2 separate regions of the Gossypium hirsutum genome follow, and region 1 is linked to region 2. A link is a contact called in public Hi-C data. All regions are on one chromosome and are shown on one strand. The core of a region is the stretch at or near the end of the contact, and the rest is flanking DNA. Distances in the headings are between cores, read along the strand shown.

Region 1 (6,773 bases), core at 701-3,200, 150 kb after region 2:
TGAAGCGATTGCTTCAAGTGATAGTTCTGTTAATCTTGAGAACATTGATAACATAATTATCACTGAAGTTTTGGGTCCTGAAAGGTACGGTTGGGTTCGATTTCAAGGATCTGGTGTTACCCCGACCCAATATTTTGGATCTGGCTCCCAACAATACATGCCTTCCGGAAGGCAAGCTCAAGCTGAAGCTCAGAGGTTAAGAGACCAGATAGCTTAGATGCAAGCGAACACGGTTGAGCAAATTGCCGAGGTTCAACGAAAATATGAAGAACTCCAGCAACAACTTAGAGCAGAGGCAGAAGAGAGTGAGGCAGCGGCTGCAACGAGAGAGGCAGAGGCACGAGCGATGGTAACAGAGCAGAGCAAAAAGTACGATGACCTCCAGCTACAGCTTTAGCAGATGATGCATATGTTTCAGCAATCGCAAAAGCCGCCATCTTAGACTTTAGTTTTCTTATTGTAAGAATGTTTTTAAGTTCTGTCACGTTTAACATTATTGTAAGAATATTTTAAATTATACTTTATTTATTAATTATATCATATATCTTTAGTTAAATTTGAAGTATCATTTAGAATTAATGTTTTTGGTTGTATTTTTTATGCTAAATTTGCTGTTTTCGGCTGCATTTTATACTATATTTGTTGTATTTGGTTGGATTTTAATGCAGGAAGGGCAGGATATTGGTGAAAAAAATATTGCAAATCTGTCAAAATTAGCGTCGTTTGTGGAAAAAGTGCCGCTACAAGCCGTGACTTTTAGCGGTGCTTTTCCCACAAACGCCTCTAAAAGCCGTGACTTTTAGCGGCGTTTTTCCCACAAACGCCGCTAAAAGTTGTGACTTTTTAGCGGCGTTTTTTTTTTCAATAAACACCACAAAGTTTTGTGGCATTACCTATAGCGGCGTTTTTTGCGGCGTTTTAAAAAGCGCCACTAAAGGCTAAAAAAAGCGCCGCTAAAAATCTATTTTCTTGTAGTGATTAAATACTAAATTGCATAGAAAACAAACTCCTTAAGTGCAAAATTGATCCGAATTAACTACTACATTTAACGACAGGTCATATATACATTATTATATTTAGAAAAATTTGAAACAATTTTGCTTTCAATTAAAATTGTAAATTAAAAAGAATAAAATTTTCAATTAAAATTTATTATTAAATATTTAATCCAAATATTTGTTAAGAATAAAATTTATTATAAAAATTAAATACTTGAATATTATTATTTAATAAAAGTAAATTTGCAAATTATCATTACATTCCTAAAAAAAGTACTTAGCGAAGTAAACGTGATAATGTAACTTTTCTACTATTTTGATCAATATCTTCTACTGTATACCAAATGTTATAAATTAACAATGAATCGCATGCCATTGATATCGTAACATGGGAAAACATTAAATGCTAATGTAAAATATTTTTACCAAAAAAATAATTTTGATAAATATATAAATCCAATTATACTTTATAAAAAAAAATAAGAAGTTAGTGTATCTATTTTAGTTTGTCAAAAAATTGAACCTCATATGTTACGAAAACTAAAAAGTTAGTATATTAGATTTAAGTTGTGAGTTTTGATTCAGAATTATAGTAAATATAATATTGGTTACCAACTTCTTCCGTTTGATAATTAAAAATCAAAATAGTTTGTGTTTGACTTTTGTCAAACAAACTAAAATAAGAAAAGTAAAAGACATTGAATGTTCCGTCGATATTCTCGGGAAATTCCTTTTCTAATTTTAATCCCAATTCCCCTTTCACTTTTGTGAGGTTTTTGATTTAAATGAAATAGAATAAGGAAAAGGAAAAAACTTGTTCCAAAATGAATCGAGAATCACCTTCTCCCATGTTTTCTTCTTTTCAAAATCACCGTTTTCGTTTCCTCTAGCTTCTATTTTCGGGAGAGGGGAAGGGGATTTAGAGAGAGAAGAAACACATTATCGGTTAAAAATGACTCTTCAAGTTTTGTCTCGTTCACCGCCAGTGAGACACAAACGTCCGTGTTCACCTGATGACCTGAAGACAGAGAGAAAAGGGAGGAATTATGGGGGAATGGTCGGTGGTTCTGCAGCGGAGTGCACGGCGGTGTGTTGCTGCTTTCCACTTACCATTATGGAGCTGCTTGTTTTAGGACTTTACAAGGTTCCTACTGGACTTTGCAAGAAGGCTTGCAGAAGGAAGAAAGGAAAGAGCAAGAGCCATGGCTTTCATCCTACGTCGTCTAGTGAGGACCAGGACACGGAGCTACACCAAATGGTGGGTAATGCGGATGATGGGTCCAGGGTAACCGTGGATTCGGAGGACAAGAAGTCGGACCGGTTCTTTGGGACCGGGTTTTGGAGAGATCCTTCGGAAAAAGAGACCCATGACGTGATGTGTGAAAGGAATTAAATCCACTGTGGGCTACCTTTTTCCAATTGGAAAATTTGATTATTTTTTCTCACTGTTCTTTAGAAACTTCGATTAGGTGTTTTATGTTTTTACTTCATAATGAGATCAAATCATAACTCACCATCCAAAACCTGTTTCATTATTTTATTTTATATGCTACATATTATTATCTTTAACTTTGTCTCTTTATTCTCACTATTCTCAACTATTTATTTTGTTTTTGCTTTCATTTTCAACAACAAATTTTATTTATAACACAAAGTGGTCCTGTAAGCCAAAGACCTCAAGAACCCCTCCAAGGGAATAAAACCACCCTTTGCTTGAATTCTCGCTCCTAACATTGATGGATTACTATCCCACCCTGATGCGAAATGGTCTTCGTCTTCGTCTACGCCTTCGCCACTGTTATTATGAAGATGCCTCTGCTAACCTGAAACAACAGAGAGGGCCAAATAATCCAACATCAATTCAAGCCACCGGCAACGATCTCAAAGGGATTCCAAAAAGCTTACACCTCGACTCAAAGGAACCGAAAGACTTTCTTCCTAACAACCACCGGCGACAATAAACAACAAGAGTCCGGCAAAAGAAAAAGAAGAAACTGAAAAGAGCAAAGGAAAGGAGAAGAGAAGAAAACAGATAGGAAAAGAAGAAATCAAGTATTCAATGATCAAGAGAGGAGGGAGAAGGTGGGTCAGCAGTGCAAGCACCGACCATATACAGCAGCAACACAGTAGGGGCAAATGAGGTTTCTTAAAAGGAAAACTCGTTCCACAATTTCATAAATTCAAAAAGAGTTAGCAATTACATGATCATGTAGCACATATCAAACTGGGTTTCATGTCCACTATTTAAGTCCATGCGGCTAATGCTATCAGTCACTTTATTAGCCCATCTAGGAACATAACAAAAATATAAAGAGCTAAAGTAAGATGACATAAACGAGCCTTATTAACAAAATACCCAAATGTGCTAAATCTAGAGTAACAATTGAGAATTTAGAGACCAAAAAAAAAAATTCTGCCTCAATAATAATATCCATGAAGCCAATCTCTCGAGCAAAATCAAGTTTCATTTGGATAGCATAGGCCTACACCCATTTAGCATCCCAACTCTCAGACAAGTGCTGTTCCAAACCACCTAGGACCAACCCATCTTCATCTCACGCCACATAACCAAGGTTTGCAACCCAAGTGTTCTCATCCCAAACCGCATCCACGGTCGCTTTAATTGTCCATATATTAGGGGCGCGCCACTGCTCCTCTCTCGATTGTCTGGGCAGAGTGGTCGATTAAGAAAGTTATGGAGCTAAAATTCCTCATGCAACATCGAGCAAAATTAAGGGCAATATGCGGTGGTGTAAGGCGACCATTGATTACTTCATATTTATTAATAGGGTAAATTATATTGTTGGTGACTCAAGTATTAATGTGTTTCTATTTTAGTCATGAAATTTAAAAAAAAAATTTATTTTGTAACCAACATTATCGATATTAAATATTTTGGTCACTCTTCCATTAAATGATTAACTGAAGGGTTACATGAACTTTTTGATTATTATAATGATAAATTTAACCTTCGATATTTACACATTGTTAATTTGATCATGATTATAGAAAATAGATCACTTCATCATTCCATTAAATAATTTAATGGACAAGTGATACAAATATTCAATGTCAATAACATTGGTAAAAAAAAATTTAAAGTTCTATAATCAAAATAAGAACATGATAATACTTGAGTGACCAACAATGCAAACACTTACCAAAAAACATGAATGTATTGTATACCCATAGCCAAAATTCAATATGCAGTCCGACGGAACAAAATGATTGAAGAAAGAACCATCAAAGATATTATATTTAAGTTTCCACATGTCATAATCACATATGCCACTAGATTAGAGCTAGCAAAACAAGTTCAAGTTCGAAAGTCCGCCTGTGTTGATTCGAGTCCGAGAAAACTCAAGCTGGTAACATATTTGAACTCGATAAAATTTGAGCATAAGAAAACTTGATTCTATAAAAATTCAAGTCTAAGATTGATTTGGTCCGAGCCCAAGATAAATCTAACCCAAAGTTTGAAAAACTCAAATTTTAAAATTGAATAACTATAATAGACATTAATAATTAATATAAATATATGATATTACTTAAAATAAAAAAAAATTGTAATTGTAATTATTTATTTTATAAAAATGTATTAATAAGCCTTACATATTTATATTAAATTTGTATTCATAGCAAAAATAATATATATGTGTAATTTAGTATATTACAATACATGTTTATAATTTATCAAAATTTTAAAATCTTAAAAAGTATTATTTTTAATAAGTTGAATTCTGGATTGGGTTTTATATTTTACAAATTGTATATAGGTATTGGGTTTAATTTCTTTTTATTTTGAACTTGAATATTGGTATATAATTAGTTTATTTTGGATTAGAATAATAATTTCTATATTATTTAGGTTTGGGCTTAATATAATATTTTTTTTTTTGGAATAAAGATTTTAGTATTAGGTTTATAAATTTAGTAAGAAATATAAAAGTTATTCAATTGTCAATATAATATAATAAATAACAAAATACATTTTCATCAATTCATATACATATCATATAATAATAAATTTTACACACAATAAGTGTTTTAATTATTTTAAATAAAAGAATTCTATTAAATATATAATAATTAATATATTATATAATACTATTACAATATGTGATATAGTATTGCATAATATGATAATATATTTTAAAACTATTAATTGGTTCAAAATCAAAATCACTTTTGTTAACTTATCTGCTTGAATTGACTTGATTTAGTCGATTAAATCAATTTTAATCGCTAACTATAATAAATGATATACTATTACATAATATAATAATATAGTAGATAACTATGACAAAAATTATTAATGCACATGTATAAATATAACTATTGTTATATTATAGATTATAATAAAACATATAGTATTACATAATATTGTAATATTTAATATTAATGCTTATATATATATAAACTATTAATATATTGTACATGATATGATATGAGATATTAGTATATAATATAGTTTTTTTTTCTTTTAACTAGGCGATCAAAACAATTATTATAAAAGCGAAATCACTACAAAATGAAGTCAACCAAAAGTTGCACAAGACACACAGAACACTACAACTAGATATATTCATGAACTGGGTTACTTAAATTTAGGAAAGTTTAAACAAAAATATAATACTAAAAATGGGCTTAAACAAAAAAAACAGGCTTGTTAAAAAATGGGTTAGGCTTGGGTTTAAATGTTCAAGGCCCAAGACCAAGCCCAACCCAACCCAACCCAATCCTTTGTTTTTTTTTTAAGTTTGTAATGTTTTATACTATGTTACATATGTTTATATATTATGTAATTTATTATCCATAAAAATATATATAATTAAAAAAATATTAAATTAAAAATAATGTAAACATATTTTTATAAATATATAAAGTCATCTCGATTTTGACAATATTAGAATTGGATTGAGAAAATAATCTAATTTAATTAATTAATTAAAAAATATTTTAAAAATAGAAAATTAATTATTGAGTTAGACAATTATACAAGCTTGTTTTAATTTAATTTAAAACTAAACTACACATATAATTATACTTAATACATGAGACCCAATAAAACTACAGAATAAAAAGTGTCACAAAATCCTAGTGTGTTACCCACCACACAAATTTTAGTAGAACCCTGGTGTTCTATTAATATATTATTTTTCTCTCTCTTTCTAGTCTAGTAAAACTCATATTATTATTTTTTCTCTATATAAATTAATTAAGAGGCTGCCAAAAATGATAAGAAAATATACGAAGATATTGTACACAATTTTAGTAGAAAACTTTTTGAGTTAATTCCTTAAATTCAAATAAATTCTATTATTATTCGTAAGTACTTGTGAGAAAAATTTGTGAGTTAATTATATATTCCTTGACAATTATAATTTAAATTTGTCGGTTTGAATTTTTTGTTTTGGATTTTCTTTAGAGAAAGTTGATTTTTCCCATTGGAAGGTTTCGGTTTTCATTTTATGTACAATTCTTGAAAAAGTTCACTTTTAACATCAGAGGGTTCGAGAATAATAAAAAAGATTATCCTATTAAAAGCCAAAAGAATTTAGACCATAGATCCAAGATATGATGAATCTCCCTAGCTTGGAAACACAAATATTAAATTTGATAATATAAATATTCCAATAAAAGTTTGGTTTTATGAAAAAAATTTAAATTTCCGTTGTTAAATAAAATTATTTTTTATAAATAAATTTTCCGACACTTCTTTTCATTAATGTATCAAAAGTTATTGAAATGAGAAAGAGTTCACCATTCCAACAA
Region 2 (7,484 bases), core at 3,228-5,727:
TAGAAACACAGCACGTGCATCTGATTCATCTAGCCAGAAAAAGTCATGAATTGAACTGAACTATAAAAAATGAGCACAATAAAAGAAAAACTCACAGCAGCATGTTGATATCTTGGTGATGGTGAGACACCCGGAGCAATTGCCCATTCCCATCGACCATCCCTGTGTTTTGCAAGTCCATATGCACTAGCCAATGGCTGAGAAAAGAAGCATGAAGAGAGAACAGATTGAACAAACCCAATGGTACAAAGGTATGTATGCATATCAAAATAAAAAGGATAAATTTATGACACCATTTACATGCATCTTAGATCAATCTTTAAAATATCTCCATTGCTATTATTTTCAAATTCATTAGAAATCATTAAAATGCCTCTCTCTCCCTATCTAGACAGAGAAATATAAATTTCAAATCAGTGCCAACATTTATAAAGATGCATTGAAACTTTACCCCAACTAAACATGGAAAACCTGCCCTAAAGCAAATAATAAATCGAAGATAAAACCAGAGACTACAACATCTTGCGCCATATTGTTCAGAAAACAATACATATATACATACATGTATATATTAGGCCATACATTTACTAATCTAAACACCATTTGGTGCAGATTCTAAACTCACCACACTGTTAGCATCCCTCCCTCCACAGAGCAGAAGGAGACCATCTGATCGTGCACTTGCAGTAGCATACCTATTTAAACAGAGATTGTCAACAAGGAATTAGTTTAAAATTGCCTACATAAATCATCAAAAAAAAAAACAGCAACAATAATCATGTAGATGCTAGCTTGAAATCATTGTTTCGGAGAGTATAAGCAAGACTATGAGCTTTAATATACAACATTATCAATAAAGTTATAAAATACCAGAAGAGGAAATAAATATAGATACATCAATAGTCACCATGTCCAACTGCATCCATTTTGAAAGATAAGCATAGCAATACAGTATCATTTAGGTTCATGTCATGCATACAGCTTCTAAGAGACCCAAAACTATAAAAATAGAACAGACCATGTAATCTAAGGTTAGTTTTGGCACACTACCACAAGTCAGTTCTGTGTGTGTATGTGAGAGAGAGAGAGAGAGATTACATGCATGGAGGTGGGCCTTCCCCTTCAGGTTCCAATTTACGCCATTCATAAGGCTTGGCAGCAGTATCCAGGGCCCATACATCAGCCAAAGGTCGTTTTCCTGGAAATGATGCACATCGTTCAGAAAAGAATTCACTTGAAAATCTAGATACATTTTAAATAAAAATTAAAAGAAATTTCCATGATAATTTTAAGAAAATGCAAGCAAGAAAAACAGAATAACAGATTATTTACCATCATTTCCACCAATAGCCATGAGATACCTTTGTCCCACCAAAGCCATCACATGTCCATAACGTGGCCCTGGCCCAGGGCCTTGCACAACAACCCTGAAGTACAATGAAAAGTCATATCAATAGCCAACCATAACAGTATAAATAAGGTGCAAACACATGCATCCTTCAAGACCAAACCTATGCCACCGTGGTCGCTGCTGTGTGAGATCAAGAACGTGAAGATCCTCAGCAGACAAACCAGCTGGACCAATTCCACCCTAAGTCAAAATAAAAACTTCACATGAGGAATTACTAACAGTAGAGGGAAGAAACTTAAATAAATAAAAACATTGTAAACAGAAAAAAAAAAAAACAAAGGATTTATGATAAAATACAGTGTGCTCTAACCTGAATAACGACCATAGTTCCCACGGCAGTTGCCACATGAGCTGCCCTTGGTGTAGGTGGCTCTCCAAAGGGCGTGATCCTGTGAGATTACATAACGAGTCAAGTGGATATCAGGAATGCAGAACAGCAGTAATGAACCCTTAGTCCTAGGCTTACCTAGACCATTTATTACTTAACACATCATAACAGTGCACATCAGCAGTGGCACCTGCTAGTCCTGAAATTTAATAGAAACAAAAAGAAGTTTAGACCATGAACATCATCCAACACAAAAGAGAAAAATTCTAAAGAATTATTTCTTAAAAGAGGGATAGGGGCAACAACAACCATCCTTGACATTCCATATGTTGCAGATTTGTTGGGGATTAAGCCAAATAAAGGTCCTACTTATTCATTATTACTTGAAAATTGATCAAAAATCCTTGATTATTTTACCATTCAAAACTTAAAATGAAGCCCGATATTTAAACTTCAATCATCCTAAGTGTATGCACTATATGATGATTATTTCAAAAGAATGAAGATATTATTTTTCTTAGTTAGAGGAGCATGAATTATAAAAAATAAATAAATAAATAAAGAAGAAGAAGAAGCATGACTATTTCAAAAGGATAAATTGGAACATTAATCGTAACAGCAGGAAAATTTAGGCATGGCGTTTTCTGAATAAAGAAGTTTCTATTTGCAACTTAAGGTAAACCAGGATATTTAAAACTGTAAGCTGAAAATAGTCGTATTGCTAGTTTAACTTTGAAAAAAGGTAAGAAGTCCAAAAAAATCAGCGTCCAAAATATCACCAGAAAACATCTTTAAAGTGTTTTGGGAGCTGGCATGGAAGGAAAAAACAGGAGGGCAGGGAGAGTGCAAACTCCAGAATACAAAACTGAAAATATTGAAACATCAGTTTCACACAAGGACCAAGAGGAAAGGAATATACTTCTAGCCTTCCATCACTCCATAAGACAAAATCATGGGCATTTTGAATTGTGCAAAACCCAAAGAATGCAAGGTTCAGATGCCACCTCCATAATTCCAAGCTATAGACGGTTTTAAAATTCATTTAACTTGGTATTAGCGAAGAACCTAAAAGATTATCACACTACATCTATTCTGTAAAAAAAAATCAGCCTTCTTGAAGTGGCACCCCTTTAGAGTTTTCTTTCTTTCTTTCCAAACAACAAAAAGAAAAGAACTTGACTCTTTAGAGTAGTTCCTTCCTCCCCAAACCAATAAAAGGAGAAAACAGTTATTTACCTTAATACAAACATCAGCTGAGTAATTTGGCCTAGTATTAAGTTAGGGTTTCTCACCAAATATGAATTGCTGAAGCAATAATTTCTGGGTCTAAACTCTAAAGAATACGCATCTTAAATCCTCTAAGGTTCTCACAAATATGTGGACACCTATAGGCTATGGCCAAATTTCTTTGCATCTTAAATCACTTAAACCACAGTAAATTTTAAGGGTTTCTTAGACATCACATCAAAATGGAAGAAAATAAAAATAACTTACTGATGCCAGCGCTTCCAGCCGACGATGGAGTCCCAGAAGCAGCAGAATTCCCTTCGAGTGCCGTGGCGCCACCAAATAAAATCAACCTGGGCCCAATATACCCAGGCGTCCCTTCTTCCCCCACAGCTACCACAGCCGTTAGAGTATGCCCACACCTAGGACCTGGCCCGTCTTCTTTCTTCTGAATAATCGCATTAACCACCGAATAAGTGGGCGCCCATCTTGGCCCAACCACCGGCGTTTGCGGCTGTCCCTGAGTAGCAGGTGGGGCAGCAGCAGACTGTTGTTGCGCCGAAGTGGGCGCAGATCCAACAGGTCCCGGTGGCGAAGCCTGGTTCTCTAGTTGCTGGTTTTGTTGCTGTTGCTCCCTCTCCATCGGCGCTGAAGATTGAGAAGCTCCGTTTTGATTCTGATCGTGGTCAGTCTCAGGCACCATCGACGAATCCACATCCATTTCTTTAACGTTCCCAAATTAAGCCCTAAGTTCAACAAATCGTAAATAAACTAGGCACACTATCTTTCCTTAACGCTATTGCACTTTCATTGACGGTGTAAGCTTGAGCTTGAAATTTTACTGCGACTTAATAGAAGAATGCCAACGAAAGCGAAAGACCTGCGATTGTAAGTCGACAAAGAGAAAGCCCTAACTACTTTTCCAATGGCTTCACTCGCAAAACAAGCCACCAACGCGGGCAAAAACACCGCCGGCTCCCTCCTGAGATGGAAAGGTCTTTCCCAGAGAGGTGATTGATTAGTACTAGAAGGTTAAGGTTAAGATGAAGAAAGTGCTAAACAAGCAAAATTCAAAATTATAAAACCCTCAATCGAGGCAAATCAAGATCTTCAACCTAAAATCAGAGCTAATTCGATTTTCCGATCAACATTTTTCGAAAACCCTAGCTCAGATCGTGAATTAACCACCTCGTTAGAAAATTCCACAAACACATTCCAGGAAAAATTAGTTATAATTCCAGGAAATAGAGGGAAAATTGAATGGAGAAAAGAAAAAAAAAGAAGGGTGACAAACTCAAAGCCTTTTTAACAACAAAGAGATGAAAATTAATGATCTCATTTTCTCTCTCTAGAATGTGTATGTTATGTAAGCGTAACTCACTCTGTTCTTTTTCGTAAAAATAAAGTTGATTTTTATTTATTAATTGTTTCTATCTTTTACCGGAGCAGCCGGTAAAGGGACTTATACAAGGAGTAGAGTGGGCGCCGTCTTAGAGGGGATAATGAAGGCGGAGAACGGGGAAGGGTAACCGGAAAGGGGTTAACATATAACGGTGATTACCGATTCCTATTTGCAAGGAGGTGTGCATTTTGCCACCTATTATGGAGGAATTCACAAACCACGCGCAATAATACGCCTGGATTTCCACGCGCAAGGCTAGATTAGGCGACACGTGGAAGTAGGAATTCCAGACTCAAAATAAGGTATTTATTGTTTTAGGGTTCTTCTGTATTAATAGATTACATTCTCTAATGCCATGACTTTTGAAGCATTAACAACTATACGCATTAAATAACACTTCACTTTTTAATTAATTTTACCAAACTAAAAATATTCTTTTTATTTTCTTTTGAAATACATCCACTCATTTCTCCTCTTCTATTTCCATATAAAGACAACCTACATGTCTTAATAACTCTTTTAACATCCAAATTATGTAGATTAGATGAAGTCATAATTGAACATAAAAAGATTTATTAGCATAATTTAATTTTTATAATAAATACTTTCTCTAAAAATATCCCCATTCAAATCTTATTATAACAGATTTTTAATAAATTAAAAAACCCTAAATCTTTGTTCTAACAAAACTTTAATTAAAAGAAAAGACGTAGTTTATGTTTTGAGCTCCCTTAACAACCACATCACGTTACATATTTGAATTAATGTATTCTAATTTTTTATCTCAATCTTTCAATATCACGTTTCTTATTGAATAATAATTTCAATAAAATATGATTTGTTGTATCTTCTTTGAAGTTTTTTTTCCTCTAATTGAGTTATATATATTGTATTATTTTCGTATAAGATACTTAACATCTTTTTCCATGTAATTTACTTATCTTTTGAACATGTTATGTTGATAGTCTTAGCCAAGCATGCTCTTGCCTTGCTTTTTGCATTGCAATTATTCTTGCATTATTTAAAGAAGTGTAACTAATGTACATTTTGTTAAACGTCATGATGGGGTTTTTCCCCCACATGTAAATAAATATCTCATTTGAAATCAACTTCTATGCTAATATAATAAATATCTAGCATATGCATAGTCAATTAATTGAGATTTTGAATCATTTGAATAAAATAATCATATACCAATTAAACATATGAGATATGTAAATATGTTAAATTCCATTCTAATGTCTGTATGTTAGAGAAGAGCTAAATCTTGCCAACAAGCTTACAGAAAAATGTTGCATCAAGTGAGTCGTACAATTTTTTTCTGAGAATTTAGTATCCTTCTACGATTTTAAATCATTTAGGAATTTTTATATAAATTTCATTATCAAGTGAGCCATACAAATTGGCTGTAACGACATCCATTAGATGTCTATCAAGTTTTTCATAAATACCAAACTAATAATATATTTAAACATGATCGCAATAACCAAAAAAAAATATGTCACTTCATAATCAATCTTAAGTCTTTGCAAAAACTCTTATGTTACAGGTCATGCTTTATATCTTATGGTTTCATTTCTTTAATTTTATTTTTGTACAAATTCTCATTTATATCTTACAGGTTTGACACCTTTATTGTTTAGACTACAAGTCCGAAAACCTCACATTTAGTAAGTGAATTCAATTTACTTGAATTACATCTTTCAAATTTGGCCAATTTTCTCCTTTTCTACATTCCTCAATATATGTAAATTCAATATCCTCATTTTCTAGTATTATTTTAACAGCAATACAAGAAAAATGTTGTCAACAAATAAATTTTCTTAGTTCCATCTTTTCCTATAGTAACATAATTTATCAAAATCTCTTCATCATTATTACTTTGATCATGTACCTTAACCTATTTCTAGGTTTTCTAAGCAGTTATGTCGTTACCCTCTTTTTCAATGCTCACCTCTACAATATAGTCATTTATAGCATTTGCTTTTTTTTTACAACGATTTTTATCTTTAAAACCAATTAATCTATTAGGCTTTGGAAGAGGATTTTCATTGGCGTTAGTAAATTGTCCTATAAGGACATAAATTCAAATTGAAACATTTTTAGATGGTACATAAAAATTAATAACTCTTTTCTAGTTAGTAAATACCTTTGGCCATTGATTGTTATACTTCGTAAATGGATTATCTTTTAAATTTCTAGTTTACATTGAATCGTTCAAATATCTTGATAAGATAATAATGATTCATTCCATGTAATTTCTTTTATCAATTGCTTATTTTCTCCCCCCTAATGTTAGGAACATTGTTTCATCAACAATAAATTGGAAAATATTTTACTTTGACCAAAAGCCAATTGTAATGTAGAATATTTATGATAACCTATTAGATTGATGATACAAGTGTTGTAGCATGTAAAACAACATAACTTCGTGTTGAAACAATAAGCTTTGTTCTTATAAGTAATGGTCTAGCAATTATTTGGAAGTGATTATTAATGATTCTGGTAGATTATTCTATTTATGAACATGAGAAAAAAGACTTTCAAATGTTATTTTTATGGACATACAATAATAATTGAAAACCTAAGACATAAATTCACCAACATTATCAAGACAAATTTTCTCAATTACATAATTTGGAAATTATGCCCCTAATTTAATTACTTGTACAAGCAATCTCGCAAAAGTCAAGTTGCAAGTTAACAATAAATACACATGTGATCATATTGTTGATATATCTTTCAAACCATCGAGTACTTAAAATGATCCATATGGTGGGCAAATAAGTCCACATATATTACCTTGAATGTGTTACTGTAACAGGTCGGTTTTAGCTAAAACGGAACAGTGGTTTCAGAACCACAAATCCAATACTAAAAAATTATTTTAATATTATTTTTTGTATTTACAGAATGTTATTTGATATGTGTGAAAATTTCGTGAGCTAATTTTATCGTTTAATTGCTCAATTTGAGAAAAAGGACTAAATCGTGTAAAATATAAAAGTACTATTCTATTAGCTAAAGGTGTCTAATAGCTATAGAACCTTAAATTTAAGGTCCTTAAGTGGTAAATATTCTATTATTTGGTTAGTGGATGTTAATGATTTGGCATA

What was found. Hi-C and Micro-C count contacts between places; a contact is called where the count stands out from the background.
Region 1: a contact with region 2 is called in a Hi-C map of leaf, with 2.3 times the contacts expected there. The contact joins the promoter of LOC107890066 here to the promoter of LOC107889225 in region 2. A contact is called at or near these places in 2 of 34 Hi-C or Micro-C datasets (both in leaf).

The regions. Positions count from the first base shown.
Region 1 is chrA09:66,902,457-66,909,229 of Gossypium_hirsutum_v2.1, forward strand. It overlaps LOC107890066, which reads left to right and starts at 1,951. Exons shown (of 1, transcript XM_016814580.1): 1 at 1,951-2,391. The coding sequence starts at 1,951. The coding sequence ends at 2,391.
Region 2 is chrA09:66,751,933-66,759,416 of Gossypium_hirsutum_v2.1, forward strand. LOC107889225 (serine/threonine-protein phosphatase BSL3) reads right to left here and starts at 4,478. Exons shown (of 21, transcript XM_016813580.2): 1 at 3,234-4,478; 2 at 1,878-1,938; 3 at 1,722-1,800; 4 at 1,512-1,591; 5 at 1,333-1,427; 6 at 1,099-1,198; 7 at 626-695; 8 at 96-197. The coding sequence starts at 3,687.